2 separate regions of the Danio rerio genome follow, and region 1 is linked to region 2. Evidence: chromatin contacts called from public Hi-C data. All regions are on one chromosome and are shown on one strand. Each heading gives the region's core, a stretch centred on a gene start, on an enhancer-like site or on the middle of the called end of the contact. The rest is flanking DNA. Distances are from core to core; before and after follow the strand shown. Region 1 has its middle 360 kb from the start of igfbp5b. Region 2 holds the start of igfbp5b (insulin-like growth factor binding protein 5b).

Region 1 (4,570 bases), core at 477-2,976, 350 kb after region 2:
CAGTAAAAGGCACAGTAGGTGATTTGGCTCAAAAACTAGTTTTGCTATGCTGGTTGCAATATATTTATATACCCATTTGCTTTATTTGTCATACAGCCTGAAATCAAATCACATTCCAATTAACTTTTAATTTAAACTGTAGTTCTTTTGAAAGCAGGTTGTAATGTGACGAGATGTATAGTAATGAAGTAGAACTACTTCACTACTGTTAAGTACTAAAAGGCTGTATCTGTACTCTACTGGAGTATTGTTTTTTTTTCTCCTACTTCCACTTTTACTTCAGTACATATTTTCGATGAGTTTAATACTTTTATAGTTTTTTTTTTTTATGTGCTGCATCGTTAATCGTTACTAGGGGTGTCAAAATTATTGATATTGGTTCTGTAGTAGATCATAACCGGTTAATACGTACTGACGTCATTTATCTCCAATGTGCGATGTCGCAGTAGAATACTATGGCGAAGGGGGCGAGTAAATAACGCTCTTACTACAATGAAGGTGGCACAGCTCATGCTGCTAATTCACTACTACAGGGAAATGTTTTAAAGCGCCATATTTACCTCTCTCTCTCTCACTTTGGACATTTGACCCGCTGGCCTGTTTGTGAGGTAACCTTTCTTCTCCTCTTGGCTGTTAAAGCGATACTTGTGGATCCAGACAAGAGCGTGCCTGAGGAGCAGGTTTTTTCCACTTTGTCTTTTATGGATTACCTCTGATAACTGCGTATTATGCGCATATAGACTGAACACAGCTGTTCTTCCCGCCATCGGTGAACATCGATTTAATTTCTTAAGCCGATCACAGCCCTTTCTGTTGAGCAGGTGAAGACAACAACTTCAACAATTTATAAGACCTCACCTGTCAGCGCTCAAAAAGCAAGAAGGATAATATTTACATTAGTTTATTTGCTATATATGCTCATGCAGACTTCTGTGCATGTATTGGAGTTTTAATTGATACGTTCAGAAAAAGTGTTTTGTTTGAGCAGGTCAAAATAAGGGTACAGTTCATATATCTTACTTTTGTATTAAAAAACTAAATTGTTTTACAAATAGTCCTTTAAGTGTCACAACTAAAGATTTTATTTTATTTTTTTTTATTTCATTTCTTAACTCCTAATGTCGGTAGTTAACACAATTAATGCATTTTTTAACACATCCCATAATCTCTAAAATATCTGCCTTTACCAAATGGTTGAGATGTTGGACTAAGCCGAAAAAAAAATATTGTATGAATACTCAATTATTCTCAATTATTCTCAATTATTATTAATATAGATTTTTTTCATTGACACGTTATGCTGTGTAATAAAGGATGTGATGTCAAATAGTTCAAAAAGGTCCGTTGTCTTGTTAGAATGTAATAAATGAAAACATTTATCTTAAATATTTTCCTCATCACAAGTAAATGCGACTTTGAATATGAAATTAATTATGAAATTATTAAGACGGGAGACATGACCCTTTCTTTTTTAAACCCACAAAACTCTTCCAGACACTTATTAGTACTAATTAACTTTGTGCATTCCAGGAGTGAACTCTGAACTCTGTGAACTGCTGATCTGTGTTTCTGAACAGACGCTCTGTGGTTTGAGGAGAGCCGATATCGGGCTGACTCTGGATCTGTCTGTCTCATTTGTCGGGCGAGCGCTATAGGGAACTGTAAAGCTCCTCTGACTGCGGTCTGCGATGCTGTGTTGACCCCGCGCTGAACTCTGCATTGTGGATTTGTTATTGGAAACACCCCTCTGATGCTCTTTTTAAGGCTGTGTGAAGATGAAAAGGTTACGCACTGCTTTCACATCCAATTCCAACAGCAGATCCGCAGTGGTCTGCTGTGACCATACACGACTGCTGCTGAGATGCCTGACGCTTCAGTGAAAATTCACAGTCAAATCTCTTTTATTTCTCAAATGTTTCTAATAGAGATCGATGAGAGTAAATGGAGAGTGTTTTATTTTTCAGAGTTGAAGTTTGTGCTGCTGCAATTTGCCAAGATCTAAAATTGAAAAGCCATTAACCTAAAAAAAAAAAAAAACTTGATTAATTAATTTGTTTTCTTTTAAAAGGTCGCCACAGTAGAATGAACAGCCACTGTTCCAGCATATGTTTTGAGCAGCAGATGCCCTTTCAGCTGCAACTCAGTACTAGGAAACACCCATACACTCTCATTTACACACACACACACACACACACACACACACACACACACACACACACACACACACACACACACACGTACTCTATGGCAAATTTATTTTACCCAATTGATCTATAGCACATGTGTTTTGGACTGTGGGGTAAACACGGGCACCCGGAGAAACCCACGTCAACACGGGAAGAACATGCAAAGACAGAAATGTCAATTGTGACTCAAATCAGTGACCTTATTGCTGTGAGGCGACAGTGCTAACCACCGCCCACCTTGATATATTATTCAAATAATTGATCTGAGGTCTATTTATTTGATCATTTATGCAAACTCTTAATTATTTATTTTTTGCTGAATTTTAAGGATGCATTTTATAAATTTGGTTTGAGTTTCTTCATAATTTGGGATTTTTTTTTTAACACTTATTGGCTAACACTACAAATTAACATTACAATTATACAATGGGCAAAACATGTGGTGCAACATTAAACCTTTCCTTAACATGAAAAAAAAATAATAGTAACCTCAAGTTTATTAAAATAATACTAACAGATGATTCTAGTAATACTATTAATTTGACTGATTGATTGATTAAAAATAATAAACTATATTTTATTCATATATTTTATTCTATATACTTATATACAACAGTTCTTGAATCGGAACACTAATCGGACACTAAGCCAGCCTCCTAATGCACGCATCCCACCATTGCAGATATACATTGCACTGCTACTAGTGTGATATTGCTTATATATATATATATATATATATATATATATATATATATATATATATATATATATATATATATATATATATATATATATATATATATATATATAATATTTCCCGCCAGTTCTTATTAAAGTTCTGGTAAACAAATAACATAATCAATAATAATTATTCTTGTAGCAGTAATGCTAAATAACACAGTGTTTTTTTTATTATTTTTTTTTATTTATTTAATTAAATATGTAGTAGACCAACATGCCTTTTTGTAATTAAACAAAAAATTAAACAAAAAGATATTAAGCTAAGATTAAAAATTGAAAAACATTTTTTTCGTAGTTATTTGTCACTGTAACTAAAACTAGCAAATATATGCTAGCAAATAAATGCTAGCAAATAAAATCTTAGAGTTTCCAAACTTTCATTATAATATTGCTCCATTTAAGCATTCTGTGTAGCGGAAATGTCAGCAATTATCACTGAAGTCTCCACTGTAATCTTTTCATCTTTTCCCTCTACATGAGCCATGATTCACCCTGACTGTATTGAGCAGTCATTATTCAGTTGTTATTTCAGTGAGACAGAGGAAGAGCACCTGAGCATGACCTTTACAGTAAGCGGAAGGAAAGCGCATCGGCCCCGCTCTGTGGATCACAGCTCACAGCCCACATGTGGCTTTAAACTGAATGGGTGTGTGTGGGATGATCAAAAAACACATCATCCTCTCAACAGTTATTCATTAGTCCCAGTAAAAGTAAGGTGGAGTGACCAGCCAGAGGAACATCTCAATGCTCAGAGCTTACGGTTCTAGGTCAGGAGTTCCTTTGTCTTTTTATTTTTATTTTACTTTTAACTTACAACTTTAGACTGTCTCAGAGCAAAAATGAAAATATTGTAAAGCTTAATAACTATTGTCGTACATTAATGATGTCTCTGCTGAAAAAAACAGCTTAAAACCAGCCAAAGCTGGTTGGGTGGTTTAAGCTGGTAGACCAGCCTGGTTTTAGAGGGGTTTTAGCCATTTCCAGTCTGGTCTTATCTGGTCAGGCTAGAACATGACCAACTAAAAGCAGCTGATTTAAGCTGGACATTGCTGGTTTTGGCTGGGCTCCCAGCCTGGCTAGGCTGCTCAGCTGGTTTAAGCTGGTCATCACGCCTAATGACCAGCTAAGACCAGACTGGAAATGGATGGAAACCAACCTGCAAATGGCCAAAACCCCTCTTAAACCTGGCTAAAATCAGCTGGTCATCACCCATTCTGACCAGCTAAGACCAGACTGGAAATCAGCCTGGAAATGGCCAAAACCTCTCTTAAACTAGGCTGGTCAACCAGCTAAAACCGTTCGACTAGCTAAAACCAGCCAACCAGTCTAGGCTGTTTTTTTTTTTTTTTTTTTTCCAATAGGGTTTTTTTTTTCCCAATAGGGGTTTTTTTCCAATAGGGTTTTTTTTTTTTTACATGTATTGAATAAATTGCACGATTAAATGTAAATTTTAAACTAAAAGCTAAAGTTTGTTTATGAACTTTGTTATTGGCTTGAGAAAGCCAGCGTGACTGCGCTTGAACTGGGAATATCAAATGGCAGAAAGCACAGTGGTTGCTACAGAGGGAAGTTGCTAACATGTTGCAAATGCATTAGTAGATGGTTACTAAGCATTTGCTATTGTAAACGGGAATGCTAACTGG
Region 2 (4,927 bases), core at 1,334-3,833:
AGCCTGTAGTCATATCTGTCCAAGTTTCACACAGCGTGTCCGAGCAGAAAGTCTCCCTTGAGATCATTGGCAAATCGGCAGAATTTGCCAATCCTGGAGCTAAATGACAGTCTGGCATCACCTATTGTACTTGGCTCGAAATGTTAAATCTTTAAACTGTGAGTGCCAGAATTCAAGCCTATGAAGGTATTTCAATGCTATGTTTGTATAACTGTGCGTATTGGGGGAATAAAAATGGATCAGGAGGACAGCGAGCCAAAAGTCTCTGAATCCTAATGCGGGCAAGGACGCTTGACCTCTCTCCCTCTTTCTCTCCCTCTCTCCGTCTGTCCTGCCCAGCTAGTAAAACCACGCTGAAACCGAATACCACAGGAGGCTAGAAGCGTCCCTCTAAATTCATCCCCATGCTTGACGAACAGCTCTTGATAGATTGGCTCCACAGACATTCTGCTGAATCACAAGGGCTCGACTGTGTGCCCACTGCAATCACCGAAGGGGTAAACCAGCAACCGCACTCATCAGAGACCTTCAGATTGAGACAAACAGGTTTCTGCACCTGTGTGTGAGGGGGTTGTATTTGTGTACAAATGTTCAACCATTTCAAAGTCTAATACGTGAAGTCTACAAGGCAGTTCTGTATACTCATGTGGCGCTTCTGTTCGTGTAGCTCAACTAGTAGAGCACTGAGCTGTGAACCCTGAAGCTGAGAGTTCGAATCCCAGGGAGAGCATGAATAGAAGCATCTGTCAAATGCATACATGTAAATAAACATGCACGCTGTGCACAATTTCTCTTCGCAAAGTGTGATATTTGCACACAGGTAGAGTTGTCGACCCAGAACGGCCACCCTCCCTCCCCTTGGATTTAATCTTTGAACGGTAATCCGACTCTCAACACCACCCACAGACTTAGACCTAAATTCAGAGCAACCTAGAATCTCAATCAAGAATATCATGAGGCGTGGGTACACCATACAATGATGAGAGGTGTGATCATAACAATGGAGGAGTTGCTGATGTCAATAGAGCACCACAGCCAAATCAAGCAATAACTACACACACACACACTCAGAAAAACAGTTTGGAGTTGTCTTTCTTGAGGCGTCTTTAGAGTTCTGGGCAGCATAAATTATGCAGTTCTGGTGAGTCTGATGCTGCTTTGCGTCTGTGCAAATGAAATGCAGCATCAGAGCAGCTTTAAACATTCACTATATATTGAAATTCACTATCATATGTTAATGCTTTTATTCATAAACATGTTTATGTTCATATTATGATTGCAGTTTCTACTTTAGATGAAGAAAATATCAGATAGCAATATAATTATGCATTGCTTTATCAGTGTATTGCATTTGTATGCCTATTTTAGCCATTATATGGTAGGTAATTTTAAAGCAATACTATGGTACTACTATGTTAAATTACAAAAGTGGTAGCTCTGAGCCCAATTGTATGCCCAATACATTTTCAACAGCAATCGTGCTTGTAATAATAATGGTTTTGAATAAAACAAACAATCTACATCCAAATATTAAAACATAAGTGGTGCAATAGTACTTGCACAATGGTTCCACAAATACTATGGTACATTCCCAGAAAACGCGGTGCTCCCGCTGCACTGTAGCCAACATCTAGGATGACTTTGGAAATCGTTTGTTAATAATTGGCTTTGGATGAAACATAAACAGGCTTTGCTAATCCTTGCGCTGGAATATGATGAAAAAAAAAAGCAGGGAGCTGCGCAGACCGGCCACAACACAGAAAAGCTCATGCAGAAACATGCGCACGCCATAAAACAGGATCAGAGCAAGCCACAAAGTTCCCACCAGATACACGATCTCAACGCAACAATGCTTCCGTGCAACAAAGGCGCACTGCTTCCCAGTCAACTTACCAATGGGTGGGTGCGGTGGTTTGTATCCCTTCTCGTTCGTACACACTCCCCTGCCGTGCAGCAGGGCGTGAAGCGGCTTCTCCTCGCCGTTGCGCGGCAGGCAGCGCAGCCCGTGTGTGCATGTACCGGTGTACACCCCGCACGCCTGCCCCTCCGCCAGAGCGCAAGTATAGCAGCAGCCGCAGCCGGGCTCCTTCACTAGCTGACAGCCCACCGGGACCGGAGGACACATGGAGAGCGCCTTCTGATCGCACGGCTCGCACGGTACAAAAGAGCCTCCGCTGACGGACAACACCGTCAGAAATGTACCCAGCACAAGAAGAGCCATACTTCGTGTCAATGTGAATGAGGTCCGATGGAAATTAAAAAGAAGCAAGAACTAGATATGAGGGCGCATGGACGTCTGGCTCAGATTCGAGTTAAAGTCCGCATGCAAAGTGAAAACACAGGTTGGGGTTTTAAAAACGAGAAAATAAAAATAGTCTCTTTAAAAAAAGTATGATGATGATAACGTTGATGATGATAATGATGATGAAAGAATCCTGTGGATTTTTTAATATAAATATATTAAAAAAGATTCACTTGAGTATTCTCCAGTAGTCCAGTTTGTGCACAAGTTGTTGCGCACTGAAATTCTGGACTTTCCGATTCCAAAACACTTTCCCCTCTAGAAGTTTTCTGAGCAGACTGATCAACTTCACAGCAGTGCTTGCCTTTTTAAAAACAGCCAAACCCAAACCCCTAACTATGAATAAGCCAAACAGCGGTGAAGGGAGGCGCACTTGCCAGATCGTGGCGCAGCGCCAGCGCCTTTTTTCCCCCCTCGGCAATAGGATCAGTCTTTTACGCAGTGATGCCAAGAGCGCAGAGCAAAACACAAATCCATGCAAAATCGAAGATATGCTCCTCTGAGATCTTCCGTGCACTTTGCGGCTGGTAGAGCGACAGATTCGTGCACGGAACTCGTCGGCTTTCCAACAGATTCCGCGTCAGATGGAAACATGTATGTGACAAGATAAAGTCGCTCGCTCACACATGCGTTATGAAGAGTACACACAAAAGAGCACGATTAGGATCGCTCTGCTGATATAGGCACCACCCGTATATTAGTGCGCGCAGAGAACATGTTTGAGTAGGGGTAGATGTGTTTCGGTTCAGCGTCTGCTGCAACGCTGTGTCGCTTTGCTCTGTGCGTCTCAAACTTTGACACAATATCCCCGCTTTAGTCTTTTACACATTAAAATCCAGCAGTTATCCATAAACTGCTCACTTTAATGTCAAGTACAAAGTGTGCTTGGAGGGAACGATTATGCCATGCTCAAATCTCAACTACTCCCATTTTAACCAATAATTCTGACCATGTGAGTTTTATATTCATTCCTAATAACACATCTCTATTTAAGTAAAATGTAGAAAACACTAAGTTTTGTACTCGTTTGTGTTCATTACAAAGCAATTTAAATGCCAGATGTAACCGGTGTTACTAACTTCTTCTCATAACAGTGAGATTTCACACATGTAACTTTAAATGGTTAAACCGATGGTGTTACAACTCGTATAAATGCGCAGCAATAACTTCTGACTGCAGCAGTGAAGTTCATATACCCATCGCCGCAGCGCACAATTAAAACCAGCTGAGGTGTGTGGCAAATACTGTGGTAAATCTCTTTTCTGTCATGCAGAGAGGCTTTCCTTCGGTTGCCAAGTCTCGTTTGAGCTTTAATTACAGTGGTCTCGGTGGTAGTTTAAGAATAGGCAATCTACACCCACCTGTTCCAAACTCTGAACTACCGAAACCACAATTTAGAAAAGATGAGATTTAGCAGACACGATTGTTTAATCATGCCGTTCGCTCAGTGTCCAAGTGGCCCTCTGCTGTGTTTACATGTCCCTGATTTGCCTTATAGAGCGCTCCAAAATGGCATTTGCACATGTCCCATATGTAAAGTTCATCAGTGCTGTGAAACGAGCTGCTCTGTTTTGCTTTGGAATCTCTTTGTCAGATGTATGATACCAAGTTTAAAGAACTGCGCACGATATTTCACTTCATTTGATTGTTCTGGGTCTTTCATACATGCTGTCTCTTGTTTTAACCAGCTAGTGTGTCTGTGTGGAGTATCTTGCAGCTTTAGTTCGACTAGTGGAGATTTCGACCGCTAGAAGGAGCTGTTAGCAATGCTAAGAGGCTCTCTCTGTGTGTGTGTGTGTGTGTGTGTGTGCGTGTGTGCGTGTGTGTGTGTGTGTGTGTGTGTGTGAAATGATTGCTGAATGTTTCATTATTGGAGATTTACACAGTGCTGCTGTACACACTCAGGAATCAAATGGACAGACATCAGCTGTTAAGAATGTACTTGCTGTTTTGATACATGGCTAGTTGACAAATAAGCAGTAAAAAAACTTTGTTTACCATGTTTGAAGACAATAGATACATTTATATAGTTTGATGTTTGGATAAATATAAGGGCTCACTAGCTTATTAGTTATTTCCCTGTTTCTTTGTACATATTTACTGAATTCTACCCTAAATACATCCTATGGTGAAGCATAGCAAAAATTAAGTACTCTTAATAATATACAGATAGCTTGAGAGTTATTTCATTATCTTTATATTGTGCTATTATTTTATATTTATTTTATTTCCAAAAAAAGTTAAATCAGCGAAGGATGACATGGTGGCACAGTGGGTAGCATCACCTCACAGCAAGAAGGTCGCTGGTTCGAGCCTCGGCTGGGTCAGTTGGCATTTCTGTGTGGAGTTTGCATGTTCTCCCTGTGTTTGTGTGAGTTCCCTCTGGGTACTTCAGTTTCACCCATAAGTCCAAAGACATGCGCTATAGGTGATTTTTCGGTAGGCTAAATTGTCCGTTGTGTATGTATCTGTGTGATTGAGTGTGATTGGTTTTTCCTTGAGATGGGTTGCAGCTGGAAGGGCGTCCACTGCGTAAAAAACATGCTGGAAAGTTGGTGGTTCATTCGGCTGTGGCGACCCCAGATTAATAAAGGGACTAAGCCGAACTGAAAATGAATGAATGAC

The links. A called contact is a pair of places that touch in the nucleus more often than the background predicts.
Region 1: a contact with region 2 is called in a Hi-C map of an unstated tissue, with 4 times the contacts expected there. The contact joins the enhancer-like site here to the promoter of igfbp5b in region 2. A contact is called at or near these places in 1 of 18 Hi-C or Micro-C datasets (an unstated tissue) and 1 of 4 datasets of contacts at active chromatin or transcription factors (caudal fin).

Annotation. Positions count from the first base shown.
Region 1 is chr9:49,009,130-49,013,699 of GRCz12tu, forward strand. No RefSeq gene overlaps it. Among named protein-coding and RNA genes, the nearest start is that of igfbp5b, 360 kb to the left of the region's middle. Within about 2 kb of position 1,727, at least 6 of the 62 cell types and tissues checked have an H3K27ac peak or open chromatin away from gene starts, as enhancers often do.
Region 2 is chr9:48,653,563-48,658,489 of GRCz12tu, forward strand. It overlaps igfbp5b (insulin-like growth factor binding protein 5b), which reads right to left and starts at 2,584. Exons shown (of 4, transcript NM_001126463.1): 1 at 1,894-2,584. The coding sequence starts at 2,221. LOC141376210 (a long non-coding RNA gene) reads left to right here. Exons shown (of 2, transcript XR_012385640.1): 2 at 1-2,389.